4 separate regions of the Sus scrofa genome follow, and regions 1, 2 and 3 are each linked to region 4. Evidence: chromatin contacts called from public Hi-C and HiChIP or PLAC-seq data. All regions are on one chromosome and are shown on one strand. The core of a region is the stretch at or near the end of the contact, and the rest is flanking DNA. Distances in the headings are between cores, read along the strand shown. Region 1 overlaps MAF (transcription factor Maf). Region 2 overlaps MAF (transcription factor Maf). Region 3 overlaps MAF (transcription factor Maf). Region 4 overlaps MAF (transcription factor Maf).

Region 1 (5,706 bases), core at 342-2,841, 160 kb after region 4:
AAGCGGTTCCCCATCCATCTCTGGGTACGGAGGGCGCCTGGGCGCATGTGTACTCTGCTTCCCGGCAACTCGTGGGGGACCCCAGGGCCCTTCCCACCTGGCCAGGGAGAGCCCCCTTCGCTGGTGCTCCCTCCTTCCCGTTCTTAGAAACACGCCGTCTATCGCTTCCTTCCTGCATCCAGGTGGTACCCTTTCCACTCGAGGGAAAGGAGAACTTGACCCATGTCCAAAGGGAAGCCATGTGTCATAATTAGGGAAGTGGAAAATAGAACTGAGCCGAAGGAATCTGGTTCTGAGTGTGTCTGTCTGTTCCCCAGACTGTAAACAGAGACCTCGGTCAAGTGCCTGGTCTCCAAAGCAGGGGGGAAAAGCAAAGAATAAACAAACACCCCAAACAAATAGCAAAGGAAACACGCAGTGCACAGGGCTTGGGGTTTGTGACATTTTATTCTCCATAGTGGATTTTTCAGCATCTGTTTCTGCTTTCTTCCCCCGACGCCGGGGTCCACCCTGGTCCCTCCGGCACCGTCCCCAGTTGCTTTGCTTTCTACTGTCCCCTCTCTCTGTGATACTATAGTTTTGCATCTTTGGACCCACTGGAGGAAGACAGACTGTTTGGTTTAGCAGGATACTGATCCCCCAAGCCCAGTTTCCTTATCCAGACCACGAAGAGAATAATAAATAGACCCCCTCCCACAGGGCAATGGGGACACATACATAAGTGGGTCTCTGCTAAGCTCCAGCTCCGTGCCCAGCATGCAGTGGTGTCTCATAAATGCTGCTTCTTGAGAAACGATGACTGCCCGCGTGAAGCCCAGGGCAGCCAAGTGAAGAGCCCTGGATTGGGGCGTGGAAAGCACAACTGCCACCCGCTCCACCTGGTGACCTAGGGAGGCCCAGCCGCATCTTTGAAACGGGGTGGGCCTTGGAGGCCCGCAGGCCTGAGGTCACGCCTAACCCTGCCTCTTTGAATTCATGTACAAATCTCAGGACACCTCAGTTCCTCAGCGGTTTAGTGGGAATAGTAATAGTACCTGCTTGATCTCAAGGACGAGAGGAGAGCAGGTGCATGTGGATTGCAGCACAGCACGTGGGCCTTTAAGACACGTTCAGTCAATTTCAGCTACTAGGGTCAGTGTGGCTAGGAGTCCTTTGTCTTTGCATGTCTTATTTTTGGATGAGGATCTCAGTGCGTCCCTGGAGATGGGCTTGCAGCACCAGCAGTGCGGCGTGGGACGATGCAAGAGGGAGGGCTGACCCGCCTTCAGATTCCCATCGGAGCCCCCTTGCTGTGCACACTTAGCCATCCACTTTGCCCTCTCTGAGCTCCTCCCCCGTGGGCTTTTCGGTCACGTGGGAGACAGGGTCTTGTCTGCCAGGCTCTCGGGGGGATCAAGCGAGGGCCGTGGACAGAACCAGGGGCACAGAGCAGGCGTTTGGCGAACACTGCTTCCCACGGCCGGATCCTTACATAACTTCCCGTAGCCCGCTCGGGGCTGTTGGCTCCTTGGCGGTGAGGCCAGGCACTGCCTCTCAGCCACATGCCCCAGTGAATATTTCAGACGTCCTGGGTTTCTAATTGTGGCGAAGCCTGAGAGCCACCTAATCCGCCCGCGTATTAACTGCTCTGCTTCCAAACGGGGCCTCTGGACCAGGGCTGACACTTGCCGAGCTAATAATGACTCGATTCATTCCTCGCGCCAAGTGCCAGAACCGCATAATCTGCGCAGCAGAAATAACTCCTGTAATTAGAGATGCCTGAGGGAACCCCCACCAAGAGCCGTGTCGCTCCCCATGTGGGAACCCCCCGGTCCCCCAGGGCCACAGGCCTCTGCAGGTTTCTAAAGCCCGCTCAGACCTCGCGTCTCTAAGAGACGAGGTCTCCTCCAAGGAATGCATTCCAGCCCCAGAAATACTCGCAGCAGAAGCCCCAGGTCCCTGGTGCCCCAGGCTGACTCTTGTCTCCACCAACAGGCCTCTGGGGAGGTGGGCCAGTAGCTGCCCGTCTAGGGTGGAAACTCCTGCCCGCCCTGCATTCTCCTCCATCCCTGCTCCCAGCCCATGTGGCCCCCTCCCCAGACGAGGCGGAAGTTTCTCTTATAAGGGGGGAAAGGAAGTATTGCGATTGAGCAATGCCCAGAGCCAGCCTGCGATTTCTCCAGGCAGACGCTGGGGCCGCAGTGGGGCTGGGCTCTGGAATCGCTGGGAGAGTGATTAGGGGTCTTCAGGAGGCCAGGGTCTGGGGGTGTCCTTGGCTCAGATGCAGAACAGGGTCCAGCCAGTTCTCCTCGGGGTGGCTGTGAGGGTGGGTGTGCAGGGCCTGGCTCTGGGCAGACCCAAGGTCACGTCCGTCCCCCTTGAGGTGGAGTTGGAGACTGTTCAAGCATTTTCCATGGGTCACGTGGCCGTCTCCAGCCTCCCCAGACAATCCCAAACCAGCTACATCATGGTCTTCCACCCTAGCCTCTTCCGTACCAGGGATGTAGGTCTGAACATCCCCAGGAGACAGGAGAAAGCACAAGAGATCCTTCACTCTTGGAGGTCATGGAATTGGCCCCATCCCTCTGCCCAGCAAGGGGCAGAGCCAGGATTCCGGTGCAAGCCGGTGGGAACCCAAGTCCTGTTCTTCGCTTCCTGCACACTGGGGCAACGTCCTGCCGTTCGTGACATAGGCATGCATGTGTGCGCACACACACACACAGGCTCCCGGGAATCCACGGAGCATTCTCCCATTCTTAGCCTTTGCCACATGCACCCCAGGTGGTCTGGGCAGATGCAGGAGTTACTCAGTGCAGGGACCCCAGAGATCATTTCATGTCTGTTTAAGCAACTGAAACAGCCCAACGTGTTCTCAAGGGTGGGATTCCTGGACAGATAGATCTCTCCCTTTGAGTACCAGCCTTTAGGAGAAGAGTCTCCTTGGGTCATTGATCCCCGTGGAATAATGCTTTGTTTAAAACCTACCCCCAAAGTGTCACCTTTTAGCTCCGTCACTGGGCAAGAGTGTCGGGACTCTGACCAGGCATCAGGCCCTGCGTGCCATGGCAGAATCCTGGGGATGCCAAGGTGACAACCCAGCTCGTGTTTCTAAGGGGGACTCAGTGCCTTCCTGGGGGCAGATGGCCAGTTAAACCAACACGTCAACGGTGTGGCAGGTGGCAGAACAGAGGTCGTGCTAGGGTTTCCCTTTTCAGTATCCTCACAACTGGCCAGTCCTTGGGGAGTGAACTCAATTCGGGGGAACCCAGAAAACATGAGTCACAGTCAAGTCTAGTGAATACCCTTGATTGTACAAGAACCAGTATATTAGGAGTGAAAAGAAAGCAACACAGGCTCTGTGTGTGTGTGTGTGTGTGTGTGTGTGTGTGTGTGTGTGTGTGGGGTTAGCATGGCAGATCCCAGCAGGTCACAGTGGTGTTGGAAGAGTGTTAGCACACATGCCTGACCTGCAGTAGGTGCTTTAGAAATGCTTAAGCGGACCCATGTTAAAAAGAATTAATCTCATTTTTAGATCGGCTTTGCTCTTTTATAACATAAATCACAAGCGTCACACACCCCAGTTCTCCAGCTAAATACCTGAAATCAGGGGGCTTCAATTTTATTCCCTGCCCTCATCCTGTCTAAGGAATTTTCCTGAGAGCAGGTTTCCTTTCCTTTGATGTGTGTTTGTTTAAATTTTATTGGAATATAGTTGACTGACAAGCTTGTCTTAGTTTCACATGTACAGAAAAACCAATCAGTCATACATGTCTAAGTGTCCGTTCTTTTTTCCCATGTGGGTTATTACAGACTATTGAGTAGATGTGCTGTATAGTTGGTCTTTTTCCTATTGTATATACAGTAGCGTGTCTGGAGACCCCTCTCTGCGCCGGGTGGGGTGTTCTACTCTTAGAATCACTGCAGAACATGCCTTTGTTCCTTTTCAGACATTGGCGCCCCAAAGGGCCAAACTTGTTGGTTATATCAGACTGTCACCCCAGATGTGCAAAGGACAGACGGACCCTGGTCGGCCGAGTGCAGCTGGGGCCAGTGATTTGGGGGAGACTGGTTTCTGGTCAAACATTCTAAAGCCAGTGTACTCCTGGCCTGGGAGCTTGAAGGATGAATCTGGGGACAAAAGAGAAATGCCCCCTGTGGAGTTCCCATTGTGGCTCAGCAGGTTAAGAACCTGACATAGTCTCCACGAGGATGCAGGTTTGGTCCCTGGCATCGCTCAGGGAGTGAAGGATCTGGTGTTGCTGCAAGCTGCAGGCTAGGTCACAGATGTGGCTCTGATCCTGCATCGCTGTGGCTGTGGTGTCCACTGGGAGCTGCAGCTCTGATTTGACCCCTAGCCGGGGGACTTCCATCTGCCGCAGGTACGGCTGTAAAAAGAAAAAAAAAGGGGGGGGGAGAGAAGTGGCTTTGGAGGTAGACTAGGGAGGAAGAGCTCTGCTGGCCAGCTGCACGACCCTGAGCAGACCTTGCCCCCACCTGGGCCCCTGTTTCCTCTCGGGCAAATGGGGATGAGATACGGCACCTGTGTCACTCACAGCGTGGCTGTAGGAGTGCGTGAGTGGACGTGCCTGGTGTTTTGGGTACACAGTGAGAGCTCAAGGACGACTAGTCTTAAAGAGCCTTCTCTGTGGACTGCCTCTCTCTGGTCACAGAAGGTGCTACTTTTTTAAGTATGAGGCTTTGCCCTTGGACATGGGGAACGTTGAGGCTTTCAATATATAGTTGGTAGTTGAGAGGAAGATTCTAAAGAAAAAAGTGTGTGTGTGTGTGTGTGTGTGTGTGTGGTGTGTGCATGGGAGGGGATCCCTGTATGTGCTCTGAGTATATGTACGTGTGAGTGTGAGTGGAGCCTTAGCAAGATCAGCCTCCTCTGATAAGGCACGCCGTCTGTGACAGGTGGGGTCTTGGTCCGCTCTGTCCCCTGCCCCATGCCCTGCTGGGGCCCAGCCCTGAACACTGAGCAGCCGGATCTGGGCCGAGAGAGGTCCAGGCCATTGGCAACTGCTGACCACTGGCGAGTCATTATCTGGTGCAAATCCTTTCGATCCTACAATTGCAGTAGCCTGTACCTGGATATGGATTTCTCTTTGGGTTTTAATCCCCAAAAGCTGTGTCCAGGAGAGGAGGACAGACCTGAAAACCACACCGGCAGTTGGTGGGAAGGAAAGGGAGAAACACACTTTTGTGGGTATCTCACTTTCTTGCTTCCTTTTTTTTAATGGTCATACCCAAGGCATGTGGAAGTTCCTGTGCCAGGAATCGAACCCGCACCTTGGCATTGACCAGAGCCACTGCAGGCAGATTCTTAACGCACTGTGCCACAGCAGGAACTGCCATTTCTTTCTTTATAATCTCTTAAAACATAACACTTATGTTTTATTACATAATCTTTAATAGGAAATAAAAATTTATGAATTATGTTATCTATTAAAATTATCATTTACTAAAATGATATCTTACCTATGTAAATTAGATAAGAAATATATACCATGTATTAAAAGTATGTCATATACTTTTATATGTATAATATATAAGTTTAATATATCTTATAAAACATAAGACAGAATATAAAGCATAATATAATTTGAATAATTGTCTGTTGTCAGCCAGTACAAGCCAGTATAGTAGTGAACTGAAGCTTCCTTGTCACTGGTTAAAGAGCCGATTGTTAAATTTTCAGTTACTTTGCAAGCCAGTTGATTTCACATT
Region 2 (5,529 bases), core at 1,031-3,530, 230 kb after region 4:
CTCGGCTGTGTATCCATCCCAGGCACTATGCCAGGCTCTGGAAGTTCAACAGTCAACTTTCTTCCCCAGTACCTCTCACTCCGCTTTCACCCTGCAGGCATTTGTTCTTTCTGTTCCCCTTTCTTAGAGGCCTTTCCATCAGTGAGCTTCTAACCACCCTTTATAACCCATCTCAAGTCTCCTCTCTCTTTTGAAGTCTTGCTCCAGCCACCCTGAGGCAGAGTTAACCATTCCTTCCTTATGCTCCCGCAGACTGTATCAGACCTCCATTCAGGTATCAATCTTATTGCAGTCTCATTCTTTGGTCTCCTCACTGGGCTGAGAAATCCTCAAGGGTCGAAAGCTCCCCCCTCTTTTTCATCCTGGCCTCCCTCAAGTCTTATCTTGCATTTGGAACGTCCTAAGTGACTTTTAAGTAAATAGATATTCACATAAACTCCACTTGGCCCCTCTTCTCCCCTGCACGTTCCCTCCCTTTCAGGAACCCAAATTGGGCAATAACGGAAGATGCGAGGGCAGTATCGTGAAGAGACTGGAAGATGGGTTTGCAGGGAATGCCAAGTCCCTCTGCAGGGCTCACAGTATTAGTAGTTGGATAGTTTCTCCCAAAGATAGTCCAAGCAGGGAATCTAAAAGCCGATACCCCAGCACAGGACAGGCACTGAGCTCTAACGTCAAGCATTCACATGCAATGTGCTCTTTGACTCATCTTAGAGCACAGCCCTCACTCTGAGCAGAGCTGTGGTGGAGACCATGTGGTCCACAGCATACACCACACTGCAGATTGGGGTTTCACTTTCTTTAAAGGGGAGAGATTAAGAGCAAGCCATCCAGAACCTTACCAGTGTTTTTTATAGCCTTAACTCACTGCATCTCACTCCACCACCTCATCTGCCTTAGATGAGTCTTCCAGAACATTCTATCTGTTTTCACCCTGCCAACCTGCTTCCTGTGCCCATAGTGCCTCCAAAACTTTCTCAACCTCAGTTTCCTCATGATAAGACTATTTCTAAGGATGACTGACAAATAGCTATCATTGGCTGAGAACTTTCCACGCACTGGGTGCTGAGCCAAACCCTTGAAGAAACTTAATTTAACCCTCCTAACAGCAACAGCGACAAAAATCCACGGAGGTGTTATCTCCCTCTGGAACGTGGAGACGCTCGTGTTGCAAGGTTTCTATGAGAATTCATTAGAAGGAGAGATTTAGTGAGAAGCCTGAAGAGTGGTCACTAGCGCCTGTCCTCCAAAACAAGCCCATAGGTGTGGGCCACTTCCTCTGCTCAAGGCGCTCAGCTGGATACTTCAGTTGGATTCACTCCCTGAATTCTCTCACTGACTCTGTGACGAGGTAAGCACTCCCCACAGCTACATTGTGAAGATGAGGAAACCGAGGCACAAAGTCGCAGCTAGAAAGGGGCCTCTAACTCAGGCAGAGAGTTCAATTCCAGGGTCTGCCATCCTTGGTGGAATCATCTGCACAGGGCGTTGACAACCTCTATCTTGCAGACTTTGAGGCAGGAATAGAGAAAACAGTGTGATTATTCCAGTCACCTGCTTGCCACCCCCTAGTTCCAGGGCCAGTGTCCCTTGCATTTTATGTCTTTGCTTTCCACAGACAATGTCGACATTGGGCCATGATTTTTTTTTTCTCAATAGCTTTATAGTCTCCCTAAAATAAGGAAGCTAAATGGTGCCTGCTTATGGGGTATGAGGTGCCCCAGCTTTACCGTGGGAGATGAAAGACTACCAAATTTGTACAGAAAGCAACCAAAAAAAAAAAAAGTCAATCTTCTGAGCAGACACAATTTCTCTTGAAAGGTGACACAGTCCTTTAAAAATAGCTGTGGGCCCCATTGTGCAAAGTCTGTGACAGAGACGGACAGCTTTTAGAGAGGTGTAGTGTTCCCAGGCAGGCGGCTAGCAAGGCTCACCCAGATAGAGATAAGTAATTCGATCGGGGTGAGTGCTAAATGTTAGAGGTTAAGCTGCTATGTTCTTATTACTAATCAAACTTCAACACCCTTCCCCGGCTCCTCCACTCCCTATAAGGAAATGGTAAATGATGGTGAAGCTTCAGCCCTGGCTCTGGGCATTTTTCAGAGGTGCTGCCCATTCCCAGTCATGGGCATGTCCTGCCTCCTTCCTGAGGGCACCCTGATGAGGGCTTCCAAGTACCCCCCTGCCCCAGGATGCTGGCACTTTAAGGTTAAGTGACTCCCCGGGCCGGCACCGCCTGCTTCTCACATGGGCAGATGACAGAGTCAAAGATCCTTATTGCATCCTCTGCCAGACAAGTTCTTTCTTCATATCAGCAGGAGACAGGAGCTTTTCTGGGGTTTCACATTCATCAGCACCACTGACTCTTTCCCAGGGCACATGAAGATGTGGGAAGTGCCTCATGTGATTTGGGCCTTTCTTTTCCTATTGTTGAAGGCAGGGCGGTGCTGGAGAATATTTACTTACCAGGTCTCTGAGGCTGGAGAAGCCCAAATCGGGAGCTGTTGCCCATTTCCGTGGTGTAAATGCTCTCACCACAGCACATTTCAAGCTAGCAACGTGAGGTCACCAAATGTGGTTTGGCAGAGATTTGTGGCCTGGGCCACTCCAGCACACCACGGGTTAAAGGGCAGGTGTACGTTCCAGACCCATCCTCGCTGGGCTGGCTATGATCCCCTCTCCAGGGCAGTTCAAGCCCTCCTTGGTCCACGCCTCCTTGAGGTGGGTCTTGCCCCTTTGCTGCTATTTGATAGAAACGCCTGCAGCACTTGGAGAATGTGCAGAGAGCCAAAACTTAGCCTACTTGGATCTTCCAATGTTGGGCCAGCTTGATGCCCAAACTCCTGGCTACAAAGAAAAAGACTCTAGTCAGACTGATTCATTGCTGTTTCAGAAACACGAAAGAAAGTAGATCCTTTCCCCAGAGCCCGTGGGTACCCACACATGATCTCATCTCATGCCTCGCAAAATCCCAGCAGGCAGTGCCATCCACTCCCCACCTCCACTTTATGGATGAGCACGCAGACTCAGAGAAGCCATTTGCATCAGGCCACGCAGCTTAAGAGTGCTGAAGCCAGGATCTGATCTTGTATTTGTCATCTTTCAAAACCCATGCTTGCAACCTCTGACATGCCCAACCTGATCCCAGCATGCCCAACCAAGCATTACCAGGATGTTTGGGAGCCAGCAGAAGGAAGACAAGGTCAAGTGGGCTTCCTCTGAAAAGCTGACACAGGGCCATTGAGGCACAAAAGAGGCAAGGACATATCAAAGGACGGGATGAATAATCTAAATACATGGAAGAGTCTTCTCACTGGAGCTGATCACATGGGGGGTGGGCATGATGCTGGAGGCAGAAACAGGACCAGACACCTCTAAGGATTTTCCTGTCCTGAGGCAGCCATCCCAGGAGTCAGAAGTTACTTATGTGAATCTGAGAGTCACCCCCACTCCCTTCCAGCTGTTCCCTTCTGGTCTCACTCAGAATAGAACTGCCTATGTCCGTCTCCCTCAGCAGCAACCCGAACCCCAGGGTCTTTCTTTGCAGGCTAAGGTCCTTCTACTTTCCAGCTGTTCCATGCGTGAAACAGGTGTTTGCTCCACTGTCCTCCTGGCCACCAGTTTCCAGACTCCTTCTTGAATGTCAAGGTCTCACTTTAAGATGCAACATGGGGGCTGGGTGCCTGGGGTATAAGGGTGGCCTTGCTCTGGAGCGCTCAGCCCGGGAGCAGTTTGGAGCTGATCTGGGGGATGGTTGACTTGCTATCTGAGTTCTACTCCTTGGCTGGGTGCATCCTAAGCCACAAGGCTAAGCCTAAGCATCAGCTCCAAGTGGTGGCGTGGATGATCTGATGAACTTGGAGGACAGTGCACCTGACTTTCCTCTCTTCTACAAGACTCGCCAGCAAGGGTGGCCCCCAAACATGGGCATCCCAATAAAGAGGCTTCTTGCTGCGCCCCAGAACTTCCTGTTACATCACCGTCAACAAAGTCCTCTGTCTCTAAGCTCCTGGAGTCAATACCAGCATCACTTCCTGAGCCCTCCCTCAGACTTATCAGTGTGCCCTTCAGGGCATAGGTCCACCAGATGACCTGGTTTAGGAAGGAGAGGGATGGCATCACACAGTCTCCTGATTCTCAGTTTCCAGAGGGGTGGTGGGGACTGGGGGTGATGTGTGTGCAGGATGCTGTCTACAGGGAGAGACTGGAAAGCTGGGGGCTTGTTAAAGTGCCAGACTTGTGCCGGGCTAGGAATGTGCCTGGCTCCCTGTCCCTGCCAACTTCCAGGGACACATGTGGACCAAAAACACTAGCTGTGTTCCTGCCTTCATTCTGCTTTGTTCAAGCTGCCCTGAGAAAGTGCATTTTGTCCCTTCCAGTGCTGGAATTTCTGGCCTTCCCGGGAAGCTGTGGGTGGCCTGTCCCAGTGCTCATGGCAGTGACCACTCCTGCTGGGAAGATCCTCTTGGCATCAGAGCAGCTTCTGCATCATCCTGGCAACGGCCAGGCTGGCGACTGCTTCTTGGGCTGCATAGACCTTGGACTCCCCAGAATTGGGTCCCAGTGCTAAGAATCGGGAGGTGCCTTGGGCTTTGTAACTGGAGAGGCCCTCGTGTGTTACGGCGAAGCCAGAACTTCACTTAAAAGCTAACAGCAGTGGCATTTGGTGCCTCTGGGTGCCAGGCATGTATAAACACCCACCTACATGATCTCCTTTCAATTTCACAGAAAGGCCAAGTGATCGGTCCAGGGTTGAGGAGCGGCAGTTGAGGTGGGGTTTGTGTGAGTCCCCCTCTGTCTAGCCCACCTAGTGAGTTTCCAGGCCCCACCAGGATCTGTGGAGCGGGATGGGATCCTGTGACTGTGTTGGACTGCCTTCTCCCAAATGAACGTCATCAAAATTAAAAATAATCACAGCTGGGGATCAGTGAGCAGGGAGGGGTCAAGGGTCGAGCTGCCAGTCATGTTCTGCTCACTTGAAGTTCCGACCGCTGAGCCTGGCACCCCAGCCTGCGGGAACAGGGGCTGATCCTGATGATTGTCACCCTGCACCCTGTAGAGGGGAGGGGCACTCTGACAGCCCCGGCACCTGGGGTCCAAGCAGGGGGGCGGGCTCTGCCTCCAAACCAAGAGTTTAGCTATAGCGGACAGGGCTCCTGGGGGGCCCTACTGTCCTGCTGCCCCTCCCCCATGTGGCCGGAGGCTGTAGAGCAAGCTGTGCCCCAGAATGGGCACCCTGAGTCCCTTCCACATACCCGAGAGGTGTCGCTGGTGATGAAGCAACATCGCCCGCAAATTGGCCACTTGCATTCCTTCGTGTGTCGTCCAGGTGCTATGCTGGTTATTCTGTACTGAGACTGCGTGTCCTGCTGGGCAGCCCCAGCGTGGAGGCGGTTGGCCATTGAGGAGTAGGGGTGCCGAGGCCCCTGAGACCAGCAGGGCTCCTTGTGAGGGGAAGCATCCATCCCCTCTGTCCGTGGGGCTCGTCGCACTCCAGGAGGGGAGGACAGGGAAATGTCTCCTGTGTGC
Region 3 (5,811 bases), core at 2,563-5,062, 200 kb after region 4:
CAAAGGGCCCTCTTTGGCCCACAGACCATAGTTTGTGTCTGTCTAGCCTGGCACAATGCGTATCGGATGGATGAATAAATTCCATAAGCATTTAATAAGCACCTACTGTATACTTGGCTTATGCTACGTGCTGGGATTTGGAGATGACTCTGTGTCCTGTCTAGCTGGGGAAACAGCTGTAAACAAATAATCAAAATGCAGTGAGACGGAGGCAGTTAAAGATGTATGAGCTGGCCGCCAGGGAGGCCCAGGGGAGGGAGGAACCACTTTGGCTTGTGGGATAAGGAGGAAGTCAGGGAGAGGCTCCCAGCAGAAAAGACATTTAAACAGAGTCTGGGAGGAAGATTTGCCGTCTGACTCCTGGCTGCCAGGAATAGAGAATCCCATCAAATTACCGCAAGCATGGAAAGAGGCCGTTTTCTCTCCCAGGTTGAGGCTAACGGGACTGGGTCTGCCGCCACACCAAGCCTGGCCTTCTCCAGTTCCGTCGGTGATGTGCTTTTCCCCTGGCTTCTTGCTTGTTTTTCCTCTCTCGAGTGAGAGGAACCACATGGCAGTGCCTTTCATGGGCAACCGCACCAAGTGTGATGGTGAAAGTCCTGGGCTTTTAAAGAAGACACATTTGGTAAATAAGTCCTTTATCTGTGAAATAGGGAGCATCACAGACCTACTTGAGAGTGTTTGGGCGAAGGTCAAACCAGGTAAAATAGAAAGATGCCTGGGGCTGCCCTTGGTACCTCCCGACAATCAAAAATCTCACCTGGCTGTGCTTGTTGTTATCCTCATTCTTATGGATCACCTTCTTGCTCTTGCATCCTTGTAGGTTTCCCTGGCCCAGGATCCTTCCAGCCCCTCCATAAGCACCCCGTCTGTTTTAGAGCCTGCCAACTGCTGGCTCAGGCTCTTAATGGCTTAGTCCAAATGGCTAGAAAGGAGAGACTGGCTGGCCAGCATCCTTCTCCCAAGCCACCAAGTTGCTTCTGGATGGACCACCCTTCTGTCCATGGTCTCCCCTTGGTCTGGTCTCCCAGGGAGAGAGGAGGGAGCTGACACCAGTGCAGCTGCCCAGGCCCCAGGGCTGGGGCTGGGTCTAGGTCCCTAGGAAAGGGCTGGGAACGGGCGATCACCTGGAATTGGACTGGTACAAAGAAGCCGCTGGGAAGATGGTCCGTCGGGGAACCATGTGCAGAGGAAGGAGTCTGAGGTCTTGTCACGGTACCTCTCTTTCAAGAGAACCTGGGCGCAGGGTCCCAAATCAGATGAGCCAGAGGGCCTCACGGTCCCCATGTGTGGAGCCCCGCCCGTGAATCCCACATTCCAGAAACTCAGCCAGCCCTGGGGATTGGCCAGCCATGCAAATTAGCCCAGGCCCAGTGGCCCAGGCCTGCAGGGCGGAGTCGCCAGCCCCCCAAGAAATCACTTTGGAGTCAAGTGGGAAGGTGTGGTGCAAGGACTAGAGAAGCCTTTGTTTGTTCCCATCTGCAAGCCCAGGCTGCCAAAACATATTGGGAGTGGAATGAGAAATAACGGAATCAAAATACTGTGAAGGAAATAAGTGCTGAAGAGGATAATCAACATCCTTTCTGAATAGATTTCCTGCCAGAGAGACAGGAGCAAAGGGAATGTGTTACCCCCGGGGCCAAGGCAGACAGTGGTCCTGGAAAGGAGAAAAAAAAAAATTACTTCCTGGAAGAGAGTGTTTTAATTGTTCTTTTAAGAGGGAGAGGCGGGAGCTGCCAAGGCTGGAACGAGTCCTCTGTTTGGGGGGTGCCTCCATTTTCTCAGCCACAGGAGAAGCCCAGGACCCCCCATCCGTGAGCACAGGCCACGTAGCCGTGTTTTTCCTCCGCATCACTGGCTTGGCACTGGGCAGGCATCTTAAGCATCTTCATTTTTCCCCGGTGTCAACAGGCAGAGGGCGGGCTTCGGAGCTAGCCAGGTGGGCGTGGGCGTGGGTCCCAGCTGTGCCACCTGCCCTAGCCTGGTGATGCATGAGTCTCAGACTTTCTCCAAGTCTCACTTTTTGCCTAACATTCTAATCCTGCTTCATTGGCACAACTCTCATAGGTCAAAAAAATCCGAGGCTCTGTTTTGGCTGAGGACAGCTTCAATGAGGTAATACGCGAAAACCTTTTAGGAGGTTCGGGCTGGGCTAATTAACTCTCAGGCTTATTCACTTTTGTTCTCTCTCTCTCCCGCCACCTCCCTCTCTCCCTGACTCTTCACTCAAGAAATCTCTCCTCATTCATGGAAACAGGGGTCACATTTGCTTGCAGCCTACGGAAGCAGATACTATGCCTTCGCAATAAGGGAGGGAAAATCAAAGTGGCTCTTTTTTCATTTTTCATCTCATCCCTCTGTTCGCCGTTGACTGAGCATCTGTCAGATGCAGGTGCTCACTAGGTGTCTGCACAGGACCTGTCCACAGAGGCCACCTGAACCTGAAGTGGGAGGAACTCCCACCCCAGGTGCCCCCATTTGCCTCTCTGCCCTCGTTTTCTTCGTGGTCTAACTGCAGGTGTGTTTCTTTCCATCTGGTACAGAAAAGGCCATGCCTAGCTTGCACACCATTTTCTGCCAGCTCTTCATTATCATCTGAACTGCCGTAAATAAAACCTTTCCACCTTAATAAAAATGGCAGGAAGTCACCCCTTGTGGATCCCATTGCTTCGGCCCCCCAGCCCTGAGCTCTGTGCTAATATCTCGGGTTAAAAATAAGCAGGAAGTGGAGTTCCCTGGTGGCCTAGTAATGAAAGGATCTGGCGTTGTCACTCCTGTGGCTCAGGTCCCTGCAATGGAGGAGGTTCGATCCCTGGCCCAGGAACTTTGGCATGTTGCAGGCAAGGCCACAAAATAAAAGAAGAAAATAACATCATAAAATAACATGTCGACATGTTTTATACATTGTGCTCGACATTGCTTATTTAATTTTCCAGTCGTCTTTGAAAGGCCTGTGGCTATGAGGCCTATTTTGCAGAGGAGGAAGCTGAGGAACAGAGAGATGGAGCAGTGGGCCCTGGGTTCCTGGGCCAGAGTTTGAACTCATGTGGTACGTGTCTGGAGTCTGTGTGCTGAACCAAAGTGTACCCTGATGGAATGTGACACCGCTCCCCCGTTAGCCCGCAGGCGAGAGCAGAAGGGAGTGGGGTGAATGCCTGAGCCAGGCGGCGTGCTGAGAGCCAGAGCAGCGTCTGCAAACGGCACCCTGTCCTGCGATCACAGGCATATTTGAGGCTGAAACAGTAGCCCAGAAACCCCCTGATAAGGCATCTTAAGACAAGCAGGTGGCTTTTGAAAGACAGCGGGAGATCCCAGGGTCTAAGCAAACACTCCTCCAGCAGAAGCCACACCCCCGACCCGAGCACATTCAGACCTGGAGCAGCCCTGCGGTCCAGCTATCGGACCATCACAGAGCAAGGACAATTAATTTCTCTGCCCCTGTTTTATCTCCCGGATCTCACAAGCCATTTCCAAGTTGAGCTTCTGCTTCCCAGTTGCCGAGCACCAGCGGGCTCCGTGGCAGGAGTTCAGAAATCTCTTGATTCCGAGAGGCCGGAGCTCACTCCAGGGCTGAAGGCTGAGTCCATGCCGGTTTTTCATAATTGGTTTTCAGAGCCGCCGGTCCCGCGATGTGTAATTGTTAGCAGTTGTAAAAAGATAACTCACATTTTTAAAAGCTTAAAGCTTGCTCTGTGCAGATAAAAACTGTGACAAATTATGTTCCGAAAAATCATAAAAGTAGAGAGAGACATGTTAATAACCAAAGGTGGCGTTTCATTTAGAGGTCAGCCAGAGCTATTAAAGTGGTCAGGAATTTCAAGCTTTGGCAGTAGTGATTTGACCATATCACTTATCTCCTCCAGCCCATGCCTAAGTATCTCCCTCAGTGAAAAAAACATAATCCACGGACAGTAATACGGAAGGTCAGGAGGAATGGGGGAGAAAAGCCGTCCTGCCAAAATAAACCCGGCTTTCAAGGAGAGACATTCAAATGGGCCAAGGCCATTAAATGCTGTGCTTCCAGCAGCTTCCCCCCCCCCAGTATGTGAGACCACGCTGACACACGTGACCACCCACACATCTAAGCACACACCCCCCCACCCACACACGCCATGTGATGCAGCCATGTGAAGATTTTTCTGCAAGAAACAAAAAGAAGGGAGCGTTGATTGGAAGATTTGATGCCACACACAACACACAAGTGTGTGAAAGGTGATCTGGTTTTCCCAGTTTTAACCAAAAAAAAAAAAGTTCTAGTTTTTTGGTTTTTTGTTTTGTTTTGTTTTGTTTCCCACATTAGCTGAGATAGAAGCAAATCCAAAAGGCAAAGAGTCCTTGGCCAGTGGGAGACACTCCGAGGTTTATCACACAGCGGTGAGGACAGAGTTAAGTGGAGCCTGGCCACGGGCCGTTTGGAAAATGGGACGTTGGTTGGATCCATCCCGGTGCATGCCACCAAGCCTGCCCCGCCACAGCCAGGCCTGTCGCCACAATTGACCCCACGTGAGATCCATTTCCTTTTTTTTTTTTTTTTTTTATTTTCCCACTGTACAGCAAGGGGGTCAGGTTATCCTTAGATGTATACATTGCAGTTACAGTTTTTCCCCCACCCTTTCTTCTGTTGCGACATGAGTATCTAGACATAGTTCTCAATGCTAGAGATCCATTTCCGAACGTGCGTTACTAGTTTCTGAGACAGCCCCGTATTCCACGCCCTGCGACTCAGATCGCAAGGGTCTCCTTCAAGGACAGTGGTGACAGCGTAAGGTAGGACGACGGTTCTAGAACATGAGACCTTGGAGAAAAGTACCAACAGCACATCACGCCAGCTGCGCTTTGGCTTTGGGACTAATGAGGTGGGCGCTGCTAAGCCCCTCCATCACCTGACTTCTCTGCGCCTTGGTTTCCTTCCCTGTGAAATGGACAGATCCCAGCCCCGGGCGCGCTCGGGCTGGGTGAGCAGAGGTGTCAGCAGTGGCGGGCTCCTCTTGGATGCCGTGTCCTCCCGTCCCTTTCTTCAAGATAACTGCATTTTCAAGGATATTTTCACATCTGGTGGAAATCAGCAAATTTCGTCATTTCTCAAATCGCTTTTTTTTTTTTAATGCCATATCATTAACTATTTCATCTTGGAAAGAGACGAGAAAACAGAGACAGATGGAGAGAGAGCTGTGCTCTGCTAAATAGATTGGCTTATAGTGGCGTGTTTGGGTTTTTTGTTTTTAGTAGAATTAATACACATTCCCCACCACCACCACCAAGTGACAAAAGTGTCTCTGCTCGTTGAAGAATAATACCGTGTGTGTTGTATAGGGCGACAGGCATACCCACTGTGACAATCTTCCACTTGGGGAGGAGGTCCTGTGCGGAGAAATCCAAGAGCAGACAGTCGGCTTTTTAAACATGAGCACGCGTGACTGGTACCATCATGTAGAAATCATAGCAGCCAAGACATAGACACTTTGCGTAAAGGTTACAGGTTGCATGCTGTTCATCCACAGGCCAGACCGTCACGCAGGACTCAGGCAGATATATGTAGCTGAACTGAATGCATTATAAATGAACATAATTATGCATTTATTTATTCCTATTCCTCATAGATCTTCTGTACCACTTAAGCACTGAGGAAGGAGAAGGAAGCGAAAACAGGAGAGAAGACCCTGTAATTGAAGCTCTGGGTCTACCACAATGCAGCAGGAGGTTTGAGGCTAGCAGCACACCCCCAAAGGCAAGCTCGGCGTATGTAGGCCCATCCATATAGAAATTTTTGTTTCCAATCTGCTATTCACTCTGCTCCCAGCGGTGTGGCTG
Region 4 (5,175 bases), core at 2,511-5,010:
ACCAGCTCCACTGATTTACAGCTGTATGACCTTAATCTTCTGAGGGGCCAGTGTTCTTGGCTATAAAACGGGCCTTGCAATAGTACCTTCCTTTTAGAATTCTTGTGAAAAGTAAACATGATTTTGAATATAAAGCACTCGTCAGAATGCCGGGTGCAGTAAATACCCAGTGACTGTTGAGGCTGCTGACGTCATTGTCAGGTATCAAGGCGTCTTTGGATGTATCTGTTGGGGCAGCCTCACCACGTTGGAGCGGTGAGTCTGAGTGTGACTCTGTGCTGGCTGAAAGTGGATTTGAGCTGAGAATAGATTCACCAAATGACCCACTTTATCATTTAATAAAATGTGCTGATTTGGCAAGTTGAGATCACGGTCTTCCCCGGATCTTATGGATGTGCAGACATGGTGAGCCTCTGGGTGCATGTGCATGTACACACACACACACACACACACACACACACACACACACACACACTCATACTCATGCAAATGTCTGCTCCCATGTGAATCTAAGTCCAGATACACACAAGTTTCCCTACCAACATCGTTGTGAAATATGTGCTTTTTGTTGCTGTTGTTGACTGGCAGAAATTGGCAGTGAATTCCATGCTCTGAAATTTCATAGACTCTGTCTGGGCCAAAGTTTTATAAAAAGTATATTGCCTACTCAAGGCAGTGTTGGTGACAGCTGCCTTACATAGTTGAGTAAGGCACTAGGATTGTGATGGCTCATAGCTTAAAAGGGACTTCTATTTATTTTTCCTATCCTATTTGTCTGTCTGTCTATCTAACCTATCTGTCTATCCATCCATCCATCCATCTGTCTATCCATCCAACTACCCATTTATCTATCCATCTATCCATCATCTCTCTCTATATATAAATGTATGTATATACACACATACATACATATATATATATATGTAATCTATTTCTATCTATCTGCCTATCATCTATCTGTCCATTTCTGTGCATTTATCTGGCATGTCTTTATGGAGCACCTACTGTGTACCTTGCATGTAAAACCAAGGGTGAGTTGGACATAATCTTGATTCTGGGAATACTGTCAGCTGTGGTAGAGAGGCGTATAAGCAGATAATGAACACAAAACTTTGTCCATGGCTCCATTTATGATCTTGATTTTCGTTACCATCTCACATGGGGCTATGGCTCAACTGAAGAAGAAGCAGGTGCCGTCTCTAAGCCTTCATGAGTAATGCATGTTGTCTATAAATATATGAGAACTATCCATACTCACTCATATTTCCAGCTCTTCTTTCCCTCTTGGACCTAACAATACTTCCACATGCCTCTGGGTGTTACCATGATCCCCTAAGTTGATGGGACCAATAAAATACTAGTGGGAATAACTAGTGGTGTTTCTGGGTGGAAGCTTTTAAGAGTCAGAGTAGGATTGTCTGAGCTCCTGTTGAATGCTGTGGCATTTAATTCCCCATATTAAGGAAGGCTTCACTCAGGAAAGTCAAAATCCTTGAGCCAGACTTGGAAGCAAGAGTAGAAGTTCCTTAAGAGTAATTCATCTCATCCTTACAGCAGTGTTGTGAAACAGGTTGTATTTTCATCACTGTCCTTGCCATCATCACCAGTGGATGAGAAGATTAAAACCGATGCCTGGAGAGACTAAGAGGCCAGCCCACTGTCCATGGAAGAACCTACACTCAGATTGATTTTTTTTCCCTCCAGGTGTAGGCTCCTTTTAGACAGTACCTGAAAAGGAGCTGGTGACTGGTCACTCGTCTTGAAGGTGGACACTATTGGCCGTATTTTGTAAATTGCAGGTCTTAGGGATATAGGGCATTGCATGTAATGTATCAAAACCTATGTGGTTATGAGTGTTGAGTTAGTTTTGTAGCATTGCATTCCAGGAATCATTCTGGCACTTTCTCAGAGTGAGACATAGTCTTTTAAATCCAGATGCCCAACTGGCCTGACACCTTGGTTTCCAAGAGGAAAACCACAAGGTAAAGTGGTGAGATAAAGGGGGACACACACAGAAAAAGAAGCAGCAGCATGCACGGCACTTAACTTTTTCTTTTAACTCAAAGAAAAATAACAATAATAAATCCCCCTCGGATGCAGTGTTCATTGGAAGACATACATGACATACACTTTCAAAGCTTAGGAATAAGAGCTTTTCTGTCTGTCGTCCAGTTGGACTTCAAGAGCCGTCTTTGAACCGGTCACCTCCCCAAGTTGATTCTGGTCTCTTTCCTCCAAGGGTTGTCATTTAAAATGGATCTCGAGGCCGAGAGCGCACCTAAGAGTAGGGTATAAGGAGGGTGGCAGCGAGGACCCCAGGTGAGCCGAGGGTGTGGAGAGCAGGGTGCCTGCGTTTCCCACGCCTGGCCCATCCCTCCCCTGTCTTATGTCCCCTCTCTTCCTGCGTTCTCCTCCGGGGAGGTGGACGGGGGCCGTGGCCTGGCCTGACCTAGTGCACCCGGTTTAGCAGGCATTGTGTGGGTGGCAGGGAAGGCGGGAGAAGGCTCTGTCTGAAGGGAGGACACTCTGGGATTTGAAAATTCATTTCTCCACGTCCCCATGAGCAGAGTTAATCACCCAGGAGGCCGCCCCGAGGTTGCCGGAGCTGCAGGCCCACGTGGAAGGACAGGTCACAGCCCGTGGGGAGCGGATCACCGTCCCTTTTCCTTCTTGCTCCGTTTCTGGAAGCTTCAGCTGCGGACGCAAGATCAGGTTCTGCGCTCCACGGGCACTGGAGCGGTCTGAGCAGATGGCCTGCGCTCTTCCCACACTTCTCCTGGGTCTATTTCTCGCATCAGAGAGGGCACGTCTGATTCAGCTGAAGCGTTTAGGGCTGGTCATTCACCAGAAGACCAGATTCCTAATTACAGGGATTTCAAGCAGCAAGTTCTAATATGCGGAGTTTTTTTTCTTTTTTTTTGAGCCCATCCCTTGACCTTTCGTTTTTGATTCAGCTGTGTAGAAAACAGAGAATCTGTGAGAGAGCCGGAAACCACATTCGATGGGCCCCTCACATGAAAAAGTGATTTTTAGACACAGAAATAAAACATAGGTCCAAGGCCAGCACGTTACCCCCCTTTAAAAGTATCGGCTTCTCTTCTGTTGATAAAAAAGATGACCCTTTGAGGAATAGATAAATAATTTCTTGGCGCATGTTCTTGGTCCATGTCTCCAGTTTAACTTTTACACAAAGAGACCAGTGACGAGAAGATAAATATAGAGAGAAAAGAAAGAAACTAAGACACTAAGTTATCCCAAAGGGCATTCCTGTGTTAGTCATCTTATAAAAATTATATGTACCACAGAATATCTATTTTTAGAGGCCAGGAGGTTATGTGAAGCAGTTTAGATGTCGGCAGAGACCCAGAGGCCAGCTCCCAGTGATGATACTGGATATTTAGATATTTGCTTTCTTTATTTTAACTCTGCAAAGCTGGTACCGACCACATGGCTGTGTTGGCCACTTGGGGCAGCAAGACTGGACCATGTGCTTCTTCAGAGATATCCGAGGTTCTAAGTGATGCTTTTGTGTTATTTTTGCCCATCTTCTTGCCCTGGTTAAAACACACACACACACACACACACACACACACCACACACACACACACACACACACACACCCCCCACACACACACACACGCAGGAGGTCAGTATGCACCTTCTCTATTTTTTCTTTTGGCTGCCCCGAAGCCTGTGGAGTTCCTAGGCCAGGGATCAGATCCCAGCCCTAGCTGTGACCTAAGCTACAGCTGCGGCTACACCCGATCCTTAATCCACTGTGCCAGGCCAGGGATCTGACCGGTAGCTCGGCGCTCCCAAGATGCTCCCAACCCCATTGTGCCACAACGGGAACTCCCACATTCTCTGTTTTAACACCCAGCAGAGGCCTCTTTCAGGAGAGGAGAGGGTGGCCCCAACTCTTAGGCAGTTACAATTCAACTTTTATTAAAAGCCTAAAAGAGCCAGAGAAGAGACTCGTCCAAATGATCTGATGAGGAAACTCTATTTCCACTGTTTCTCGTGAGTTAAATCCTGCCTGAGCTTGTAGAGGCCAGATTATCTGTGGCTTCTCTTCAGAGCCGAATACACTCACTTTAACTACTGAGCAGCTGAAAATCTGTTGGATTTAGTGCTTCAGGCTGCAGGGAAAGGCACCAGAAATGCACCAGCTTCTGTCTGCCTGCATGTTTGCTTTTGTGTTACTTTCCTTCATTCGGTGCAGCTCTGATGCAAGCTGCCTCTCAAGGTGCAACTCTCATTTGCCCCAAAGACTCGTCTCCCTGTGGCTCAGGCTGGCGCTGCCACAGGCGACACGCTGGAGCATGGCGGTGACACAGCCGCACGTCCAAGGCCCCCTCCCTTCCCCTCAAACGGCCGTTGGCCTGTTTCTACTCCACACTCCATGCAGGTAATCGGAGCCGGCTAGCGCTGGAGAAGGTACCCGAGTAGCCCAGAAAGGCTCCCTCTGTGCTGCTCGGGGATGCTGGCCAGATTTAGCAACTGAAATCACAAGGCGCCCAGTTCCATGTGAATTTCAGATAAATGACAAGTACATTTTTAGGATAAGTGGGCTCAATGTGATATCGAGACTTATCCTAGTAATTGTTCACTGTTTATCTGAAATTCACATCAAACTGGGCGTCCTGCGTTTGACCTGGTGTACCCTGGGGAACCTTCCTTAGGGGCATCTGTATGGGCTCCAGGCTACCCAACCCCTCTCCCACCCCAGGGCACGCAGCCCTTAGAAAACAGAAGAGGACAGCACACACCCTAGATCCCTGGTGCTTTTCTTGTCTGTAAGGGGACCTCAAGGTTTCCTGGTTTAAGAAACGACTCCCACAACCCTTTTAGGGACAAGAGAAGCAGCACATGGGAGCTGTTTTCCCCCAACTCCACTGCTGTCCTTTAATTTAATTTTTGCAGCTGGAGAGACTTGCCTTACCCCAAATGCTCAGGCAAAGCAATACATGATTCTAACAGCTCTGTAGCCCTAGATTGAAAATGGTTCATGATGGTAACTATCTTTCATCTGGTGTGTTCAGAGTGTCTGCTTTAACTCTGTTGCTCCTCCAAACACTGGGTACAGCAGAAATTCTAGGAAAATGGATCTTGGGGAGTTGCGACTTTACCCAGAGTCTTATAGCAAACTCCCAGCTGGGCAAGTCTTGGATGGAC

The links. A called contact is a pair of places that touch in the nucleus more often than the background predicts. HiChIP or PLAC-seq counts read pairs in DNA pulled down with a chosen protein or histone mark.
Region 1: a contact with region 4 is called in an H3K27ac HiChIP or PLAC-seq map of skeletal muscle. The contact joins two enhancer-like sites. A contact is called at or near these places in 3 of 47 Hi-C or Micro-C datasets (psoas muscle and skeletal muscle) and 1 of 2 datasets of contacts at active chromatin or transcription factors (skeletal muscle).
Region 2: a Hi-C map of skeletal muscle shows a contact between it and region 4, with 11 times the contacts expected there. The contact joins two enhancer-like sites. A contact is called at or near these places in 2 of 47 Hi-C or Micro-C datasets (both in skeletal muscle) and 1 of 2 datasets of contacts at active chromatin or transcription factors (skeletal muscle).
Region 3: an H3K27ac HiChIP or PLAC-seq map of skeletal muscle shows a contact between it and region 4. The contact joins two enhancer-like sites. A contact is called at or near these places in 2 of 47 Hi-C or Micro-C datasets (both in skeletal muscle) and 1 of 2 datasets of contacts at active chromatin or transcription factors (skeletal muscle).

Annotation. Positions count from the first base shown.
Region 1 is chr6:8,691,275-8,696,980 of Sscrofa11.1, forward strand. All of the region lies in intron 2 of MAF (transcription factor Maf), which reads left to right. Among named protein-coding and RNA genes, the nearest start is that of MAF, 230 kb to the left of the region's middle. Within about 2 kb of position 1,592, at least 10 of the 83 cell types and tissues checked have an H3K27ac peak or open chromatin away from gene starts, as enhancers often do. A contact at or near this core is called in skeletal muscle, where this site is marked.
Region 2 is chr6:8,765,956-8,771,484 of Sscrofa11.1, forward strand. The region is part of intron 2 of MAF (transcription factor Maf); the gene reads left to right. Among named protein-coding and RNA genes, the nearest start is that of MAF, 300 kb to the left of the region's middle. Within about 2 kb of position 2,281, at least 3 of the 83 cell types and tissues checked have an H3K27ac peak or open chromatin away from gene starts, as enhancers often do. A contact at or near this core is called in skeletal muscle, where this site is marked.
Region 3 is chr6:8,734,634-8,740,444 of Sscrofa11.1, forward strand. The region is part of intron 2 of MAF (transcription factor Maf); the gene reads left to right. Among named protein-coding and RNA genes, the nearest start is that of MAF, 270 kb to the left of the region's middle. Within about 2 kb of position 3,813, at least 4 of the 83 cell types and tissues checked have an H3K27ac peak or open chromatin away from gene starts, as enhancers often do. A contact at or near this core is called in skeletal muscle, where this site is marked.
Region 4 is chr6:8,532,356-8,537,530 of Sscrofa11.1, forward strand. All of the region lies in intron 2 of MAF (transcription factor Maf), which reads left to right. It overlaps LOC106510470 (a long non-coding RNA gene), which reads right to left and starts at 465. Exons shown (of 2, transcript XR_002345300.1): 1 at 1-465. Within about 2 kb of position 3,761, at least 2 of the 83 cell types and tissues checked have an H3K27ac peak or open chromatin away from gene starts, as enhancers often do. A contact at or near this core is called in skeletal muscle, where this site is marked.